Regions from separate parts of the Mus musculus genome. Here all the other regions are linked to region 2. Evidence: chromatin contacts called from public Hi-C, HiChIP or PLAC-seq and promoter capture Hi-C data. All regions are on one chromosome and are shown on one strand. Each heading gives the region's core, a stretch centred on a gene start, on an enhancer-like site or on the middle of the called end of the contact. The rest is flanking DNA. Distances are from core to core; before and after follow the strand shown.

What was found. Promoter capture Hi-C pulls out the DNA fragments that hold promoters and counts their contacts. Hi-C and Micro-C count contacts between places; a contact is called where the count stands out from the background. HiChIP or PLAC-seq counts read pairs in DNA pulled down with a chosen protein or histone mark.
Region 1: a contact with region 2 is called in an H3K27ac HiChIP or PLAC-seq map of heart atrium, with 5 times the contacts expected there. The contact joins the enhancer-like site here to the promoter of Tent5a in region 2. A contact is called at or near these places in 3 of 39 promoter capture datasets (the 3T3-L1 cell line, cranial neural crest and stem cell-derived epiblast-like cells), 1 of 484 Hi-C or Micro-C datasets (embryonic stem cells) and 5 of 115 datasets of contacts at active chromatin or transcription factors (bone marrow-derived macrophages, embryonic stem cells, heart atrium and 1 more).
Region 3: an H3K27ac HiChIP or PLAC-seq map of heart atrium shows a contact between it and region 2, with 4 times the contacts expected there. The contact joins the enhancer-like site here to the promoter of Tent5a in region 2. A contact is called at or near these places in 7 of 39 promoter capture datasets (the 3T3-L1 cell line, the C10 cell line, embryonic stem cells and 3 more), 2 of 484 Hi-C or Micro-C datasets (CD8 T cells and cardiomyocytes), 10 of 115 datasets of contacts at active chromatin or transcription factors (acute myeloid leukemia, bone marrow-derived macrophages, cardiomyocytes and 7 more) and 1 of 9 other capture datasets (embryonic stem cells).
Region 4: an H3K4me3 HiChIP or PLAC-seq map of neural progenitor cells shows a contact between it and region 2, with 8 times the contacts expected there. The contact joins the enhancer-like site here to the promoter of Tent5a in region 2. A contact is called at or near these places in 15 of 39 promoter capture datasets (the 3T3-L1 cell line, 3T3-L1-derived adipocytes, the C10 cell line and 10 more), 3 of 484 Hi-C or Micro-C datasets (cortical neurons, myeloid progenitors and neural progenitor cells), 10 of 115 datasets of contacts at active chromatin or transcription factors (bone marrow-derived macrophages, cardiomyocytes, embryonic limb bud and 5 more) and 1 of 9 other capture datasets (embryonic stem cells).
Region 5: a promoter capture Hi-C map of second pharyngeal arch cranial neural crest shows a contact between it and region 2, with 2.1 times the contacts expected there. The contact joins the enhancer-like site here to the promoter of Tent5a in region 2. A contact is called at or near these places in 15 of 39 promoter capture datasets (the 3T3-L1 cell line, 3T3-L1-derived adipocytes, the C10 cell line and 10 more), 1 of 484 Hi-C or Micro-C datasets (uterus), 9 of 115 datasets of contacts at active chromatin or transcription factors (acute myeloid leukemia, bone marrow-derived macrophages, embryonic limb bud and 4 more) and 3 of 9 other capture datasets (adipose tissue, embryonic stem cells and liver).
Region 6: an H3K27ac HiChIP or PLAC-seq map of heart atrium shows a contact between it and region 2, with 6 read pairs. The contact joins the enhancer-like site here to the promoter of Tent5a in region 2. A contact is called at or near these places in 8 of 39 promoter capture datasets (the 3T3-L1 cell line, embryonic stem cells, hematopoietic stem and progenitor cells and 4 more), 2 of 484 Hi-C or Micro-C datasets (both in uterus), 5 of 115 datasets of contacts at active chromatin or transcription factors (bone marrow-derived macrophages, cardiomyocytes, embryonic hindbrain and 2 more) and 1 of 9 other capture datasets (embryonic stem cells).
Region 7: a Hi-C map of group 2 innate lymphoid cells shows a contact between it and region 2, with 2.3 times the contacts expected there. The contact joins the enhancer-like site here to the promoter of Tent5a in region 2. A contact is called at or near these places in 6 of 39 promoter capture datasets (the 3T3-L1 cell line, 3T3-L1-derived adipocytes, hematopoietic stem and progenitor cells and 1 more), 10 of 484 Hi-C or Micro-C datasets (the C2C12 cell line, Th1 cells, Th2 cells and 4 more), 9 of 115 datasets of contacts at active chromatin or transcription factors (CD8 T cells, bone marrow-derived macrophages, embryonic limb bud and 5 more) and 2 of 9 other capture datasets (adipose tissue and embryonic stem cells).

The regions. Positions count from the first base shown.
Region 1 is chr9:85,648,452-85,651,151 of GRCm38.p6, forward strand. No RefSeq gene overlaps it. Among named protein-coding and RNA genes, the nearest start is that of Ibtk, 100 kb to the right of the region's middle. Within about 2 kb of position 1,305, at least 5 of the 459 cell types and tissues checked have an H3K27ac peak or open chromatin away from gene starts, as enhancers often do. A contact at or near this core is called in heart atrium, where this site is marked.
Region 2 is chr9:85,325,730-85,328,429 of GRCm38.p6, forward strand. Tent5a (terminal nucleotidyltransferase 5A) reads right to left here and starts at 1,421. Exons shown (of 3, transcript NM_001160379.1): 1 at 1,314-1,421; 2 at 530-1,076. The coding sequence starts at 1,039.
Region 3 is chr9:84,965,626-84,968,325 of GRCm38.p6, forward strand. No RefSeq gene overlaps it. Among named protein-coding and RNA genes, the nearest start is that of Gm36366, 180 kb to the left of the region's middle. Within about 2 kb of position 1,341, at least 7 of the 459 cell types and tissues checked have an H3K27ac peak or open chromatin away from gene starts, as enhancers often do. A contact at or near this core is called in heart atrium, where this site is marked.
Region 4 is chr9:84,828,846-84,831,545 of GRCm38.p6, forward strand. No RefSeq gene overlaps it. Among named protein-coding and RNA genes, the nearest start is that of Gm36366, 45 kb to the left of the region's middle. Within about 2 kb of position 1,361, at least 7 of the 459 cell types and tissues checked have an H3K27ac peak or open chromatin away from gene starts, as enhancers often do. A contact at or near this core is called in neural progenitor cells and neural stem cells, where this site is marked.
Region 5 is chr9:84,941,985-84,944,684 of GRCm38.p6, forward strand. No RefSeq gene overlaps it. Among named protein-coding and RNA genes, the nearest start is that of Gm36366, 160 kb to the left of the region's middle. Within about 2 kb of position 1,272, at least 1 of the 459 cell types and tissues checked has an H3K27ac peak or open chromatin away from gene starts, as enhancers often do. A contact at or near this core is called in second pharyngeal arch cranial neural crest, where this site is marked.
Region 6 is chr9:85,066,038-85,068,737 of GRCm38.p6, forward strand. No RefSeq gene overlaps it. Among named protein-coding and RNA genes, the nearest start is that of Tent5a, 260 kb to the right of the region's middle. Within about 2 kb of position 1,449, at least 1 of the 459 cell types and tissues checked has an H3K27ac peak or open chromatin away from gene starts, as enhancers often do. A contact at or near this core is called in heart atrium, where this site is marked.
Region 7 is chr9:85,010,274-85,012,973 of GRCm38.p6, forward strand. No RefSeq gene overlaps it. Among named protein-coding and RNA genes, the nearest start is that of Gm36366, 230 kb to the left of the region's middle. Within about 2 kb of position 1,303, at least 12 of the 459 cell types and tissues checked have an H3K27ac peak or open chromatin away from gene starts, as enhancers often do. A contact at or near this core is called in Th2 cells and group 2 innate lymphoid cells, where this site is marked.

The sequences.
Region 1 (2,700 bases), core at 55-2,554, 320 kb after region 2:
GCTTTGGGGTTTTAAAAGCTGAAGCCAGGCCCAACTTCTCTCTCTTCCTGCTGTCTGCCTGGGTGCCATCATGCTTCCTGTCATGATAATAATAGACTATACCTCTGAACTATAAAGCAGCCCTGTAAATGGAATTACAAACTCTACCTAGCTTGAATAAAAGACACACAATCCAGGTATTTTTATTTACAAGCTGTAAGCCTCATTTGGGCAGGTTTTGGAAGCCATTCTAACTTACATTCCAACCACATGGTCCTTGTTGCTTACTGTTTCTCATGGCCTGTGGTCCCTTTCCTCTCATGGCAGCCTCCTCCTCTTCTGTGTCCTTTCTTCTTTTTGTTCTGTCTCTACATGCACTACCCAACCAGGTAACTGAAAACCCACCTACCTCTTTCTCTTGCCTAATCACAGGTGTTAGTCTTTTATTGACCAATTAACTTGAGGAGCAAGGTTCCCACAACAAAAGCTGGTATGCATAAGAATCTCCTCATAAGGGCAACCAGCTCTTGGAGGCCAGTATTTAGCATTCAAATACAGAGCAGCACCTGAGCAGCCCCCTATACAGCCCCAATTAAATTCATTTGTCATACGCATTGCCATAGTCACTGTACATCTTCACAGCAATAAAACACTGATTCAGGGAGCTGGAGAGATGATGGCTCAGCAGTTAAGAACACTGCTCTTTCAGAGGTCCTGAGTTCAATTCCCAGCAACCACAAACCATCTGTAATGGGATCTGGTGCCCTCTTCTGGTGTGTTTGAAGACAGCTATGGAGGAACTCAGAAAGCTAAGAAAAGATATTTTGTTCTTATTTCCATATCCCCCAGGAAGCATATTTTTCCCTGTAGAAGGCCTGAGTTCACAGTATTTCTTTCTCCCTCTTTCTTACTAATGGAGGCTTACATTTGTACAGGGAAAGTAAAATATCCAGGCTAAACTCCAAATGCAAGCACGCACACACAGTTCCCTGGCTTCCCTTGTAACTCTAACTCTAGATGTCCAAGTGTCATAGGTATAATCAGTAAGTGGCTGTTGACAGGTGGTTTGCTAGGAAACTGTTTAGGAGAAATGAGTTCTGTTGGCCTCCACTCCTTTCCTTTTACATTTCTTCTTCTCAACGTGTTTGGTAATATAGGAGGAATCTTATAAACCTGAGGGAGAGAGGTGGAGCTAACAGTAGCCAAGAAGAAAGGCTGAGTCTTGGGCTGTTTACTCTAGATTTGTTTGTGCTTGAGACAATGAAGCCCTGCGTGTCTCTGCTGGTGTTGTTCTGATCCTTTGAGCCAAGGGCAATCTCTAGCTGCTCTTTCATCTGTAGAGCTGAGGGATCTGAGACTGCAATGCAGCTGACCTAACCAGTCCCACTGCTGATAGGCAGAGAGTCAATCAAACCACACCTGTTTCCAAAGCAGCTTTGACTTTTTTTTATTGGTCTATGCTCTTAGATTCTGTTTCATCATAAATTTTGGAGTGTTTCCCTCTAACTAGATCCTATGATGGAAGTTGTATCTGTCTGTCTTTTGTCTTTCTCTCTCTCTCTCTCTCTCTCTCTCTCTCTCTCTCTCTCTCTCTCTCTCTCTCTCTCTCTCTCTCGTGTGTCTGTGTGCCTGAACATGTGACGGCCAGAGGTCAGTCAATGCTGGATCTCTCCCCCAAGCTCTCCTTACCTTATATTTTGTCACAGAATCTCTCACTGACCCTGTATCTCTCCGTTTCACCAAGACTCCCCACTGCCCAGGGATCTACCTGTCACCTCCCCTGTCCTGGGATTACAGGTATGCCTTGTCACACCAGCTTTTATGTGGATGCTAAGAATTTGAACACTGGTCCTCCTATTTGAGCAGCAAATACTTTACCCACAACCCATCTTCCCAGTATAGACATTCTTCAGGCTAAATGACTTCAGAGACTCTCATGACTCACACCCAATGTGAGGGCTCAAGTACTTTTTGTGTCCTCAGTGCCAGATAAAGATGACCATTCCAGACAAGCTTTGGCGAGCCTGTAACCTGTGCTGTAAGTGTGTTACTATCTTGGTGACTGAGGATGGAAACACTTTTCAAGCACAGGGAATCCTTTAGCAAAGTATAAGAAGGCCCTAGTGCACTTCAGCAAGAGCATGGGGTGTGTGGAGGGCTGTCTTTACTTTTGACAATGATTTGCTTATTATTTCCAAATATTCAAGAAGGCATACAGTGAAATATGAAGATCAAAATAAATACAGTGTCAAATAGTAAACTTCTAAAAACGATAAGCCTAAACTAAGAAATACTATCACAGTTTAGATACAAAAACTGATTTTGAGCTTTCTAGCCTCAGAAGCAAATGTGTTCCCCTGTGCTTGTAAAGGGAATAACAGTTTTCCAATCATTCAGCAGAAGCGGTTGACTGAAAGGGGTTATGGATAAGTTATTGACTCACGGGGTTATGGATAAGTTATTGCCAAAGGTCAAACCTGGAAATACAACTAGGAGCAGGCTGGCCCTGACTCTACTGTGGTACTGAATAGATATCAAAATTGACTTCTCTACCAGAAACCTGAGACAGAGGAGAAACAAGAATTCCAAGTCCTACAGAATGGAGATGTGGCTTGTGGCGGCAAACCATGCAATGGACACTTCCTACTTAGTCTCACAAGGTCCCTACAACATATCCTTGGAAAAAGGTACTATAGAGAGTCTGGCTTTCCCAATGTACTA
Region 2 (2,700 bases), core at 171-2,670:
ATTATACAAAACGCCACCTAAACCGAAGGGGAGGGGCACACTATTACACCCTCGACTCTGTGAATTAACAGGGAAAAGCATCAAATATCTTAAACGCCGAAGTCAGTGGAGTATGGATCGATTCACATTTTCCAATATAATAAAAACCATTGACTCAGTTCTGCTTCAGGCTGCTATTTTTCCCAAAGTCTAGATTACAAGATGACTCAAAAAAATTATTTACATCATTCCATCCTTCCACCAATCACGTTATACTCTGGACAAGAGTCCAGCAAGGAAAGTCAAGAGTTAAACCATAGAGAGAAGGAAGAGAAGGAAACGCAGAGGAGGAAGCACAGAGTTGTGGCGCTGGATCTCCCAGGAAACTAAAACACTCCACACCACTCACGCGCATTAGTGCGCTCGTGAAAAAAAAATAATAAAAAAATAAATAAACGAACTCACTATGGCCATACTGACGGCAGTCAAGGCAAGCTGGGCTTGCTTTCTCCCCACCCCTGCTCTGCCCAAGCCCATCAGGTGGCTTTACCTTGAGAGTGAGCGGTGTGATCTTCTCCTTGTTCACCCCTTCGGGCAAGAAGTCTAACAGGCAATCCAGAACGACGTCCTTCACAGTCTGAAACTCCTCTTCCCCACGCAGGTCAGCGCAGAAGATGAGGTCCAGGTCCTTGTAGCCTAGGCCACTGTCCTGGTGCAGGACGTGACTGGCGGCTGAGCCGTTGAGGCGCACGTCGCGGACACCTATGCCCTTCTCTTCCAGGCGCCTCCTCACCACCTTCACAATCAGGCTTGGCTGCAGCTCGAGCGTGGGGAAGTTGCCGCGCCCGTGGATCGGGATGGTCTCGCTCAGAATGCCGTCCAACCGCTGCACTTGCTCCCAGTTCAGCACATTGCAGTGCGCCGTGGGGCTTTCGCAATAGTCCGAGCAGCGGTCGCCGAAGCTGCTGCCGCCGCCGCCGAAGTCACCACCCAGGGGGATGTAAGGGCCGCCGGTCAGCTCGTCCTCTGCCATGGCAAAGTACCCTTCGCCCTCGGCCATGTAGTGCCCTCCGAAAGCCACTTGGCCTTGGTCAGTCCTAAGAGGAAAGAGTGGATTTAGGGGAGCGGCAGAGAGGTGTGCGGGTGAGGGGACAGGGGTCCCGCCGAGGGGCCTGGGCTTCCCCTCCCCGATCGTGACGCCCATAGTAGCCCTCCTCCCCCAACCCTCACCGACCCCAATGCCCAGCCGCGCGCCGCGCCCCGCAGAGCAGCCCCGCACCAAAAGTATCTCTGATGCATCTGGAAAGCACAAGCGAGAGTCCCGTCTGTGTCACCTGGAGGCGGCCGCCCCTTCTAGGAGCGCAGGCGAGCGAGGAACCGCGAGGCGGACACACTTCGCAGGAGCTGCGAGTGCGCTCCCGGCAGCGGCCCGCGACTTCTCCGCGCCGACCCCCGCCGCGCCCTGAGCGTTCCCGCCCCTTGCCCGCGCCCCGCCCGCGCCCCCGCTGCGGTGGTCTCGGAGGTGGCGGCTCTCGACGCCGCCGATGCCACCGCGCACACTCGCGTCTCTGGAGCTTTAGCAGTTGTGCGGGGGGAAATGTCTTCAGTACTTTTTTTATACCGGGCTTCTCCGCGCTTCCGGGGCCCCAGCGCGCAGCGCTCGCCACACCCTCTCATTTGCATAGAGCACCGCCCCCAGCGCTGGGTGGACAGTCGCCGGAGCTCAGAGCTGCTGGAGCTAGGCCAGGGTGCGCAGCCCCTGGCTATGAGCACAGACAGATGCCTGTGGCTCCTACGTGTAGATTTATCCATTTCTGCACGTCCACACACGCGCGCGCGCACACACACACCCCTAAAGAGGAGACACTTTGCCTCAAATGTGATAGATGGCCATCAAAACCGGATCAGGGTTAAAAATCACGCAACTATAGAAACTTCCCAAGCCTAGCCTTCTGGCCGGGTGGAGCGCGTCATTGCCGCGTAACTGGGTCTCCTGGAGGTTCCCTCAACAGTGTCCGTTTGTGGCTAGACCGCCGATTCCACTCTGGACCCTGGGCCAAGTGTGGTCTCCAGAGGCAACTGGTCACGCACGTCAGTCTCTGTGAGGGAGGGGGAGGGTTTGCTGAGAACTGAGTTTCGATTCTCGAAACCTCGAGAAGTGCTGGTGGGGGGGTGGGGGTGGGGTGGGGAGTCCGGTACCAGCCAGCCAGCCTGAGTGCGCGTCCAGCTGCTGCCCGCGAGCTGGGCAGGCGCGCGTCTCCTATCACACAGCTCCGCGGGCTCGCGGCCAACCCGCGGGGTCTCGGAGCGCAACCCCAGCAGTGCACGAAAAGCGGCCGCCAGGGTGGCGGTCCTTCGGCTCAGACTTGGGAGAAGCGCGTTCCTCGCAGCCTCTAAGGTTCTCAGTTCTTAAGCGGATAAAACGTCAATGATCAAAGTAGGCTCTGGCTTCTTACCGGCCATTAAGGGCAAATTTAAAAGACGAGAAGTTTCTCCCCCTCCAGCTTCAGTCGCCAGTGGAGTGCTTAAGGGTTGGAAAAGGTTATCTCTGCGCTCTGGCACCGCACTGTTTGCTAGAAAGCTCCCTGCTTTCGCTTGTCCACTTCCTCCGCCGCCCCGCTGCTGCCTCCGTTCAAAGTAATGCTTTGCAGTCCTTGATCCAGGTAGAGGCTGTGAGCCGAACGAGGCAGTCAGGGTAGAGAGGAGAGGCCCTGAGATGAA
Region 3 (2,700 bases), core at 91-2,590, 360 kb before region 2:
AAACTATTGGTTAAATAAAGAGGTCTACAGCCTATAGCTGGACAGAAGAAAGGTAGGTTCCTGGGCTTGGGGACTGAGGAGAGAGAAGGCAACATAGGGTAGATGGATCTTGAGTGCATGGTCATGAGGGTCACCAGTTTGAGTAGGAGTGGCTCAGGCAGAACATGGCAAATGATATCTCAGGGTTATTTGCAGAGAAGTAGACAAAATAGCACAGAGGGCCGATTTCTGCCCAGCTCTAGTGCCTTAAGGCTTATTATAGATATAAATGTTTTGTGTCTTTTATTTGGGAACTAAATGGTTAAAAGCTAGGCATGCTTATCATGAACCCAGTGTGTTTGTGTGTGTGCATGTGTGTCAAGTGTGTCTGTGTGTGTGTGTGTGTGTGTGTGTGTGTGTGTGTGTGTGTGTGTGTGTAACAGGGGTATTTATGGAGCAGAAAAAGTGACATGTCCCTTAATCCCTTAATCTGCTGGGTCTATAGATTCCATATGCTGCTAAGGGACCATAAATAAAAGCAGGTAGAAGCCATTAGATTAAACATACAACCCATGGGGCTGAGTGACAGTGACAAGACACCTGGTCTGGGACCAAGTGTTCTATCTGGCTTCTGTTTTACAAGAACTAAGAAAAAAGTTTTGGTATCATGTCATGCCTCAGAGTTCAATGGTCATAAATTCCTATGGCAGGTTTTTGTCTGTTTTGTTTTCAGTTGAAAAATGAAACTTTGTAATCCAAACATACTAGTAAAGAACCGTAACAAATTCATAAAAGGTTTTTATAAAACAATACAAGAAAAATTTTATAAAAGTGCATTCAACTTTTGATGGAGCAATGAATTGGGCATTGACTTTGTTTCTAGTATCACCTGCTAGTCTCTAGGTGTTAAAATCAGCAGGTTTCCAAAACAGGCTAAGGCCTAGGTCCTCAGAGCTAGCTGACACCACAGATTTGTATCTGACTCCCGCAGGTATGGCCAAGCTAGCGGGAAAGGACCAGCCTGGACCCAGCATCTGAAAACATTGCTGCGTCCATGTAACAGTCAAATGCAGCCGCTCCAAGCTGGAGAGAGCTGCCGGGATGCTCGACACTTCTGGAAAAGGGTTTTGGCAGCACAGCAAATGCCTGTGTTTGCTATTGCACGTGGCGTGCTTTGAAAACCTACATGGAAAACCCTTGGTAGGCATTAGGTCCTACACATCTGTGTGACTTCCGGGTGCATTTTTGAGGATAGCGGCCATTTTGTGGCATTTTAAAACGCAGGGCTTTCTTGTGAATGTGGTAAAATGAAATTCCTAACAAGGTCACTAATGGAATGTATTTGTATGACTCACTTACCCCTTTATAGCACATGCATAGCCAGACACAGGGGTGTTATCTACTCTGTTGCTAAAATTACCTTTAGGAGACTTCCAGCTTAGGAACTTCAAAGAAAGTCTAGAAGAAACATGTTTTGTCAGGTTACTTTAAAAACAGGTAATTTGGCCTTTAAATCAAAGAAAGAAAAGTCCTCAAAGACTGAAAAAATCTACACGTCGACAACTTCTGGCAGTAACAGAAAAACTAGGAAAAATCAAATTAAATCAAGATTGTAAAGATGCACACCCCCCCTTTGTGACATAAAAACATAAGGACATGCCATGTCTTATGTATTTCATGTTTCCATGCTAACAATAGCAAGAAAGCAGAACAAAATTCAATAATCTAATCCAAACCTGTGTTCAGTTTGTACAAAAGAGCCCCTTAGACTTTGCAACAGGTTCTTGCAGTGAAGAGAGTTTCCCCTTTACAGTCAGTGAGTGGCACAGAAAACCTGGGCCAAACGTATAAACTTTCTACAGGCTACTTCAACATTTTATAAGGTCTTAAAGAATTTATAATTTTAACTTTATAAGGAGCAAAAGGCAGCCTGCTGGTGCTTTTAACCCTTTTAGTGGCCTGTCTTTCCTTCTGCATTTGGATGTCTTCTTTGGGACTGGACACCCAATCAGTCATCACCAAGATAGGCCTCCTTGCTGTCTCTCCCACTGAGAGGATTGCTTAACTCATTGAACAGGTCTAGTGAAATGGGCCGTTTGCTTTACAAAGCCCAAGACCACATTGTTTTCGTATTTGTCTAAAAACATTTTGTTGTGGTCTGGTTTCATGAAGGCTCACAGAAACTAAAACGAAGTTGATGGTGATGCTCAAGGTTAGCTTGGACTTAGAATGGCTGTGGATTCTCTGAGAATCCTGTCTGCAGAGACACTAGTAATTCCAGGTGCCAAGGACTCAACAGTTGTACTGTAAAACACTTACCTTTCTATGTAGGTCTAAGATTTCTATCAACAACACTTGGTGCAAAGCAATCTTAAACCCCTAAATGGACAGTGACAATCAATGAGAAAAGCAATCTTTCAGCCTCTATTCCTAAGTCCGTCACAGTGAGGAATTGTCACAGAGTCCTTGGGGAAGAATTGTTCCAAAAACAACTCAACACAAGAAAATGAGGATAAAGGTAGAAAAGGCTACAGAAGGGTGGACAGTAAAAGGGCTGGGCTGACCCCAAACCATTCTTCCAAGGGTCATTATTCACTTTTGCTATTTGTGTTTCTAGCATCCAGGGCCTATGGTAGTTTCCTGTATCCAGAAAAGAACAGTGGTAGCCGCAGCCCTGGGAAGAGAATATAAACAGCTACCCAATGTTTGCTTAAAACTGGG
Region 4 (2,700 bases), core at 111-2,610, 500 kb before region 2:
TTTTCATTGTAGCAGTATAAAATGTCAAAGAAACAATGAGGATATTATAGATCACCAGAGGTAAAATGATCATTAGTTGTAATGATTTAACAAAAAGACAAAAATGTGTGGGTTTTTTCTTTTAAATTGTCATTTAAGTTGACATTTTCGCTCAGGGCCTGGGTAAACAGTACAAATTAAGCATCATGCTAGTTGCTCATCAATTCTCTATACTGATCTACTTCATACCGATGTCACATCTTTCTCGCTGACTTCCTCCTGTGGTATTTTGAGTACAGAAGATAACAAAGATCTCGGTCATTTGTGGTCAGCAGACAGCCCCGTTCCCAGCTCTTACAGCATCAGGGGATTGAGGCTGGTTATTAATTCAGGTGGCCTGGCTAGATTCCATCTTCAGTAATTACATTTCTATGTAAAATTGATGATGTAGCTTTGGTGAGAGAACTTATTCATCTTTGTCCTCATTTTTTAAAAAATAAAAAAACAGACACAAAATCAACAAATGCTGTATTATTCTCCAAGCTAAGAGTAACAAAGACTCCATTTTGCTACAATGTTGGTGTTCTTGAAGACTGAATATAACTAAACAGATAAAATCATTAAGTCACATCCCCAGTGAACTTTAAGTATCAAGTCCATTTTCCTGTCCTTCACCTCAGCATTCAGTCATTTAGGCAAAAGTTCTTTAGGAAATCAACTCTAGCTCTTTTTTTTATCTAGTTAAATTTTCTGCACAATCTCTATGCAATTTTCTTTTATTTATGGAGACTTTATACGTTCATATTCAACCTGATAACCTGGAGTAGACTCCTTTTAATATTACACGGTAACACACTCATCTAAGCATGTGTTACGTCACTATTGTACCACTTAAACTGTTAGTGTACTGAGAATGGAGCTCCTGCATTATCATTTGTCACCCAAATCTTAAATGATTGAGAAAAATATGTATATGAAACCAGCAATTTAGCACATGTAAGTAGAGAGTGGAAATACTCCACTCACAGAAAACTCTAGCCTCACATAATAAACAGGAAGTAGATAGCCGTCCAGCAAAATAGATGAAAGTGGAGTACTATGAGGTTTAGAGTGATGTCTCAATGCTCTGAGAAACTCAGAGTCTTATCAACCAGTGTGCAGGTGGAACACCATGTAAGTTGATGGCCACAATTTTCATCAGAACTATGGGAGTAGGCTTTAAATTTAGAAAGGATAAATCTTTCCAGGAAAATAAATAGAAAACAGTAAAAAGAAATCTGATGGCCAATGTGGAGAAAACAGAATGAGGCCATCAATACCCTGCTTTACAGTCCCTGGCCTCCTGTGTAGTAGGGACTTGTTAAGGGCTAACCCATATCAGATGTATGATCTCCCTGTGTTCATCATACAAAGGTCAATACTGTTTACTCCCCTATACATTACTCTACTTTGTGTTACTACAGGAAAACAATCAGAGCATGCTAATTTTCTAAGAAATCATTTAATAACTCTAGACCTTTTTCTGTGATACAAGATAATGACCTAGAGGAACCTAATTAAAACAGCTGTGAAGATAAACTGAGATATTAGCTGAGATATTATTGTATTTACCATGATGCTAACAAATCTTTAAACATATTGTAATTAAAATAATTGTAAACTAGTAGCTTGTGATTACTTAACGAAATGAGTGTTCAAATAATGCCTTTGTTTTTCTCCCAAAGACTTTTTTTTTTGTTTGCTTCCCTACATTGGTAAATGAAGACACTATTGAGCTAGTCTTTCCACTGGGAAACTTAACCTTATTACTCCTCTCTCCAAAATTCATATTAAACATCAGCATGGTCAAACAAAGTGACGCTTTGGGAGTAGACACAAGAAGCAGATATTATTTAATCATTCACTCAGCTATTGTAAACAAGTATGATCAAGCTACTGGTGCATGCCAAAGCTCACCAGCCTACCCAGTGCATCAGTATGTGTTGCTGATTTGCTGATTCCAGAGTCGTTGGTTTATTTAGGATTGCCATGGAAACAAGAGGATGATCCATTTTCCACCAAGTACACCTAGCAACTGTGTGGACATCTGTATATTTAGTTTATCCATGGTTACCCTGGGGATTGCTCAGAATGTGAATGTCCCTGCCTTTTTTTTCAAGCTCTCAGTTGTAAACTGGCATCTCATTGAGTTTGTTTCCCTGCCAACAACAGAAAAAAAAAATGCCTGAGAAGTTTGCAAACTTCTGCTTCCTGAATAAACTAGAAAGTAAATATCTGCATTTTCAATGATGAATGCCATAATAAAAATCTCTTTCACTGGCATATAATAGAAAATGGTTTGTTTGAAGTATTCTGCATATATATACATATATATACACACATATGTGTATATATATGATTATATATATATTATCATTACTCACGCTATTTTAAGCAAGCATGATCAAGCTACTGATGTGTGTTATGCTTGAGCTCATATATGTGTGTGTGTGTTGTATATTATACGTGTGTGTGTGTGTGTGTGTGTGTGTGTGTGTGTGTGTGTGCATAAAATATATTCTGAAATATAAACTTCTTATTCTCGGTCCAACGCTACTAGTATCTATGTTGTCAAAGGTATATGTATGGTGCTAGGTAACCAATTGGTGTGTTCTTCCCCTGGTAAGGCCACCTCTTTGGTTTTCAGCTTTCCTTGGTTGCTTATAATTCTTTGTATGGGGG
Region 5 (2,700 bases), core at 22-2,521, 380 kb before region 2:
GAAATACTCTGCAGCAGTAATCCATTCATTCTACATTTGCAATAATGCCCTATGCTCTAAGTAACAGGTGCAAAATATATTGTCCTAAAAAGTTACAATGTATGTCTAATTTGAAAATATGTCTTGAAATGGTTTATCCCATTCTCTATTTTTAATAAATTCATGTATTTTTATAATAAAAAGATGACCTAACCAAGCCCAGTCTTTCTTTCTAATAACCACACATACCCCAACACTCCACATCCCAACATCATGTCTGGCTTTTGGATAAACACCTAATTCCACATAGTCCAACCACATGTGCATGGGTATGGGATTGTTTTTGGGTGGCGAGGGAAACATATCAGAGGTCACATTCTAGATAAGTAGTGTGTCTATCTCCCCCAGCAAATACCTGCTACCACCAGCTCCTCATTAAGGACAGTGGCCTGGTGATAGATCCTCTGCTTAAGCCATGCTGGTATACTGGGATAGCGTCACACCTGCTGTGAATTCATGATTGTGGTAGCCATAGCACTCGCAGAAAACAAACCCAAAAGCACCCCTTCATTTTCATCATAAATTGGTAAGAATTTGAAGGGAGATTAACAAATTATAAGCTATCTTCATTGTTTCAGCAGGTTTAGAGAGGACAGTGTTGATATAATGAGTTAAATGCTAAGTGTGATCACATAGGGATATGATCTATGTGATCCCTAAACTAGTTCCTCAAGAAAGCTCCCGATGAACAGGAAAGCAGTAAGATGCAGAAGACAAACTTAATACAGAGAGTCAGAAAACCTAGGTTTCCGATACTGACACTTTGTGGAACCTGGACTGATTCATTTACTTCTCACTTGCTCAGGAGATGATGGAGTTAACTATTTATCTCCATCCACAGTTCCTTCTACTGCTAACATTTTAGAATGATATTATTTGTGTATTTTCTCATTTTTACAATACTAGGAAGACCAACAGTGACAATACCAATATCAACATATCTAATATCTTCTCTAAGTGGGAGTTATTACTCTTGAGTCTTGGGTTTTCCTTTTCCTTTTCCTTTTCCTTTTCCTTTTCCTTTTCCTTTCCCTTTTCCTTTTCCTTTTCCTTTTCCTTTTCTTTTTCTTTTTCTTTTTCTTCTTTTTCTTTCTCTTTTTCATTTCCTTATGTGGAGAAAAAGAAAAGTGGGTGTTTGGCTGAATTCTTCTGAACTCTAGGAGGTCATAAATGTTCTTCATCCAAAACTGCCAGTATGCTAATCCATACACATGACCCAATTATACTAGTTGAAAAGCAAAACAAGAAACAGTCACATTTCTACCCATATGTTTCTAATTACAGCACATTGGGTTTCTCCACATACTGACTGGTGCTCTTACATCATCTTGGTTTTGCATTGATTCCTTTAAAAAAAAATATGACCTGCTCTTCTTAATGTTCTTCCTATTCAACTGAATGATGTTCTGAGGTATTTAGGAATTTGGCTTGAAATATGTTTTTTCTAATGCTTTCGTAGTGTAACATATAGAAATAGATCACAGGATTTGAATATTTGCTTTATCAAAACAACTTTTACAGAACAACTGTACAAGATATGATTATAGGCACTGCACTTATAAATGACATTGGTAATATTTAGTGCACTTTCATGTGATGAAATTGAAAAAAATTATGTAAGGATTCATATATTTAAGCTTTAAAATCTTTAATAAACTATTTTAAATTACTTTGTAATAGAAACCTTAAGTAATTTATAAATAATTAGCCATACAGAGGTCTAAAAGTTATCATAAACTAGACATAGATGTAACAATTTTTGTGTTCTCTAAGAAGGTTGTTTCCCTACTAAGTTGATTCTAACAAAGCTGTGAATATAAAAATAAATGACATTCTATTCCTCAGAAAGTACTGACAAGAACTTAAAATTTTTATTGATAAAATAATACTTCCCAATAAGTAATGAAAGTTCAAATCATTTGCAACAGAGTTGGAGAAGGCCTTTAATGGAAATGTAGATGACCTGACTGGAAGTCAATTTTTGGTGGATAGACTTGGGTCCATCATGGCAAATGTATTGATGAGACCATTCCCTTTACAGTAGGACTATGTAAGGACTATGTAGCCTGAAGTAGCCTATGCTGCTCTTTGATATTGGAAAGAAATGGCTTGTTCTTCATAGATTTGTAGTTCAGTAAAAAATCATCTGCTTTATTTCAGGTCTGGCTTACATATTAAATTATATGTGTATATGACATGCATAAATATATATGTGCATATGTGCATTGCAGAGAATCCATCCCAGGGTCCTGAGCAGACAAAGCAAGTTTTCTACCTCCAAGAGTTATGTCTCAGTATCTAACTTGACATAAGACATTGATAACTTTAGATTACTTCTGCCTATAAAGTAGACAATACTAATGAGAAGTGTAAAAACTTTTAAGAACAAATGTAGATGAAAGAGAAATTGTGATTCTCTGTCTTCTAGAGAATTGGGGAAATACTGCCAGAATGACATCTAGAGGAAAGGATTAGGTTAATATTTTAAACTCTGATGGATTGGCTGAGACTTAAGAATTTGTGAAAATATTTGCTTTCCATAATTTTTGGAATAAATATTTTTATTATGTTTTGTCATATGGTGTGTGTGTGTGTGTGTGTGTGTGTGTGTGTGTGTGTGTGTGTGTGTGTGTGATCTTTTGGCCTTGAGCATCATTAAAA
Region 6 (2,700 bases), core at 199-2,698, 260 kb before region 2:
TGGAGGAGCTAGAGAACTTACCCAAGGAGCTAAAGGTAACTGCAACCCTATAGGTGGAACAACAATATGAACTAACCAGTACCTGGGAGCTCTTGTCTTTAGCTGCATATGTATCAAAAGATGGCCTAGTCGGCCATCACTGGAAAGAGAGGCCCATTGGACTTGCAAACTTTATATGCCCCAGTACAGGGGAACACCAGGGCCAAAAAGGGGGAGTGGGTGGGTAGGGGATTGGGGGGGGTGGGTATGGGGGACCTTTGGGATAGCATTGAAAATGTAAACGAGGAAAATACCTAATTAAAAAAAAAGGAAAAAAAAAAAAAAGAAAAGCACCTGGAAGCACAGCTGTTACTGCTGACTTTCAGTTTATGCTGCCATCAACAAATGTTCTCCTCTGCTTAGGTTATCTATATTCTCTGTTGTGTTTATGTATAAATTCTCCATGTGTTTCTATAAGATTTTCTTACTATATACAAGCAATTAAAGGTTTTATAAGAGGAAAGATCCACTTTGTAAATTGACTCCCTGTCTTTATGAAGCTTCTCCCTCCACATGCTTCAACCGTGGGATGAGATTCATCTTGCTCCAGAAATAATTTGATCATATCCTTTTGTAACTGAAGAGTCAACAGGAGGGTCATTCAGTATATTACATGACTTCAAACTGTAGGTTGTTTTGTAGGTCTCGCCTAACTGCTCATTATCTCCTTAGCTCCATCTTCTTGCCATCCTCCTTGTTGATTTCCATCCCTTGCTTATCATTAGGTCCATTTTGTCCCAAGGGTACCAGCCTCTGAACTCTGTCCTCCCATCTCAATGCCAGTATAGATTCTTATCTGTCAAGCTTTCCTCTCTCTCACTCTTTTCCTTCAATGAAAATGCCTTAACCCAACACTATCTTATTGTCAAATGCTCTAAAATAAAACAAAACAAAACAAAACTCATTATAGTTTAAGTTATTACTTGATGTCCCCTATACTCTATCAGCATAATTTTTCACTTAATTTAGCTCTAATTCTAACCTTTCTTTAGATCATTATGTACTATTGCTTTTAAGCAGAACCTTCTCTGGTGCCAAGAATTAATTCTGATGTGTACCGCCCCAGTACCATGTCTCCAAGGGCCAAAGAGACTTAGCACATCCTCATATGATCTACTCTGGAGACTTAAGAGGCTCATCCAGGCATTAATTAGCTGAGGGAATTCAGCTAACTCTTTTCTGGTTCTTCTGGGAAAGACTGCCTAATAATCATGAATTTCATTTGTGCATCAAAGGCTCTATTAAAACACATTATACAATTAATAAACAATATATTTTCATGTGAATAGGAACACAATGACCCAGAAGACAAGAACAGAATGAATATTTTAAAGAAGGTCACTTAGTCCATGCCAAAACAATATGACTTAAATCCAACAGTGACGTGAGTCAGAGGCGGCATGACAGACTGAAAACAGTTTCCTGGCCAGGCTAAGTTTGTATCACACTCTCAGCAGACACTTCTAATATTATGCACTCAGAAATAGTGCATTTTCCAAACGTTTCCCCAGACACACATGCTTGACATCAAACACACTTTTTGACAACTTTCCCTGAGAAGACTATTGCTCTTATAATAGACATCTAACATCTTATTTCTACAGCTTTGTGTTTTCTGTGCCACAGAATTTGCAAAAAAGAAACAAAAACAAAAGAAAAAAATCTTTAATTAAAGATACAACCAAGAATAGAACATTAAACAGTAAAGCAATATAATGATGATAGTGTTATACCATAAAGATCAGTCACTGAGCTGAACAAGGAAATTGAGAAAGAAAAATTCACATGGATCTGAAAGTTTCATTTCTCTAACAATAAGGATTGAAATAAATAATTTTCAGACCTAAAGTTTTAGGTTAAAATGGTTATAGGATAATACAAATAGGAAAGGACTCTGTATTTTAAGCAATTTTTCTTCTCTGTCATGGCAAAGGCAAAAAGACTATGTCCTCTTTATGTACAAAAATTATATAAGGTTCTCTCCCCTATTTTTTGCTTGAATATTTCATGTGGCCAGATTACCATTCATAACTATCAGTAGTATAATTCAAATGCAAAAGTTTTTAAATAACAATATCACAAAATAACCTTCAGGGACAAATATAAGTACAGTATTACTTTGTAAGTTTCAATAAACATTTGCTAAAGGCCTTGAATGAAAATAATTGGCCAAAAGTAGCATCAAAATGAAATACTTTGTGCACAGACATCTGTTGGATTGTTCCTGAGGGACCATGGACTTACACATGTGTGTTTGTAAGCAAATATTCTCATAGTCCACTTAAACTTCATCATCATTCATCAACCTGAAATTGTTCTCCACCATATTCACATACATGGCCATTTCTCTCCATAAGTGTTCACCAACTCATCCTTGAAAGTATTCCTAGATCAGTTTTATTCTAAGGAAACAATTTCTCATAAATACTTGTAAATGAAAGATACTTTAAATAATGCTTTAAATTATACAAATATATGCAACCTGTTAAAGGATAAAATGAAATGCACACAAGAAATCTCTGTAAAGTAAAACTACAAAGATTAAGAAATTGAATCTGTGTATCTACAGTTCAAATCAGTTTTCTGGGATCATTTTAAAATGCAAGATTGCCAGTTTATATGACAAACCGCATTCTACTATGTGCGGACTGTGTTGCTAGG
Region 7 (2,700 bases), core at 53-2,552, 320 kb before region 2:
AAAATGGCCACTTCGGAAATTCTATTTTGTTGTAATCTGCCACGTTCGTTTCCTGTTCTTTATATTAGATTAGAACTATTCAAGGATTGAATAAATCCATCAATTCCAAACAGATCTGAGAATATGCATGCACACATGTACACACACACACACATATACACACCTTTAGTTCTCTCTGAGCTACATACATTCCAAGTCCCAACCATAGTCTCAGTTTCCAAAGTCAAATACTAAGTCTGAAGTGATAGTAAGTACACATATGTACTCACTACGAAAACTAAAATAAATAAATAAATAAATAAATATTTCCTGGAGTCTGAAGATGTAAGTGGATTTTGAGAGTATCAGCTTCAGATGGGTTCCAAGTGCCTCAGAGAAGCTCAGGAAGACCCCTCCAAAGATAGAAAACCATATGCGTGGTGCTCTACTTGTATCACGACCTCATTTCCCAGGCTCTTCAGTGACATTTGACCATCCCAAGTTGGTTTTCACAAGAGAGACTTTGCACTTAGTCATTGTCAGTCTAGCAGAGTCATTCTCTAGTCCTTCAAATTCTGAAATTCTTGAGAACCTTTGCTAACCTTTGCTATTTTCTCAAGAAAGCTTTTCTCGTTCAGTGAAACCAAGTCAAGTACCCTATTCCAATCTCTTTCCATACTCTAATATACTTGGTAATAATATAATTGTGGTTGTTTATTTCTCGTGATGATCTTGTATTGCCATCTCCTATATTAAAGAGTAAGACTGTTGGAGCTAGTACATAGCTTAAATTTTATAACTGTATCTCCAGTTTATTGCCATGCCCAGGAGATACCTGAAAAGCATGTGTTCATTAATAAATACATATATGCATCAACATGTTAATAGATGCACTCAATGGTAGCAATAGGAAAACAGGAAAAAAATGTAGCAGGGAGAGTTTTTCCAAATGATAATGATTATCCTGGTCAAAGCTGAGATCCCTTTAGGAGAGAGAGAGAGAGAGAGATAGAGAGAGAGAGAGAGAGAGAGAGAGAGAGGGAGAGAGAGAGAGAGAGAGAGAGAGAGAGAGAGAGAGAGAGAGAGAGAGAGAGAGAGAGAATGAATACAGAGGGGCAGAAACATGCCAGGTGAGCAGAAGGCTCTGCTGATGGCCAGAAGTGAAACAGAATGTGTGAGTCTGAATAAGAGACAGCCAGCTTGAATTTAGCAGAACAATCAACCTATGATGAAAGTAAAGGACAGTTAGATAAAGAGTGACTCATGATCAGTTTGATTTGACGTAAGCAGAAACTCAGACATCCTGCAGGGTTCAGAAAAGGAGATGATCAAAGCAGCCCTTGCAGGAATGACTCATTCACATTGTGTAGGACTGAATGAATAGATACACAAAGATATGTGAAACTAGTTAAGTAGCTGTGGCTATCTAGTTTCACTGCAATTAGGAATAAAATCCATGCTCAATTTTATCTGGGTTTGTCTGACCTGCTGCTACTATGTTTGATGCACCTACGTAGAAATACGATAACTGTAAGACAGATGAAGGAAAGGGTTTTTCATCAATGAAATTTAGACTGATTTTCAAAGAAGGAAGAAAATCAATGCAGCAGTAATTCTGTGGAAAAATCCTTCGTGCGTCAGAATGCAATGGAGAATTGCAAAGAGGGACATTTCTGAAAGCTGAAACAAACAGAAAACATCCTGCCTGTGGAGCTGCAATGTACCATTAAGGAAACCCATGCTGGATTCAATGAAGATGACAGCAAATAAAAAATGATATAAGAATATGAGAACCTCAGCTAATGGCCATGATCTTGAAACTTTGAGTTTTCATTTTTAATTAATTAATGTTTTGACAACTTTATACAAGTGTATAATGCATTTTGATCACTCTCACACTGGCATTGTAATACCTCATTCCAACCTCAGTGTCTTAGGTTTCTGTTAGTGTGCTAAATATCATGACCAAATGAAACTTGGGAAGGAAAGGGTTTTATTTAATCATACATCTTACAGTTCATCACAAAGGGAAATCAGTGCAGGAACTCAGAGGCAGGACCTGATGAAGAAGACATGGAGGAGTGTGTGTTCCTGGGTTCAACTCCACCACTTCACTTGCACCATTAGCTTTCTTATACACCTCAGGACCACTTGCACAAAGGTAACACCACCCATAATAGTCTGAGCCCTTACTCATCAAAAAAGAAAATGCCCAAAAGGCTTGCCTACAGGGCAATGAATATTCTTTTTTTTTTCATTGAGGTTCCCTCTTTTCAGATGATTCTAGCTTTGCCAAGCTAACAACAAACAAACAAACAAACAAAAAGAAGCAACACATCCTGACAGCTTCCTACTCTTCTCCTTACAAGTGCCATTCCCTTGTCCATGTCTTTTTGTTATGTTTTGTGGTCCAAATCAGAGCTACCTTGACTCTGTGTCTATGGATTTGGAGATAACCAATCATGAATTCACCAGTAACTTTACAACTGAAGACCATGACTTGTCCTTATCTGGGTTATTGTTAATATTCAGTAATTTAGCAGGCATTGGTAGGGACCCATCATCTCTTCTTCCCTCTATTATTATTATTAACAGTCTCAATATTGTGAGGACCCATACAAACACTGTAGCTGCTATGAGTTCATGACTGCACTGGTTGTGTAAAGCCCAGAAGACATTTGCCATTCTTCCCTGTATTCTCTTCTATTATATTCTTTCCAT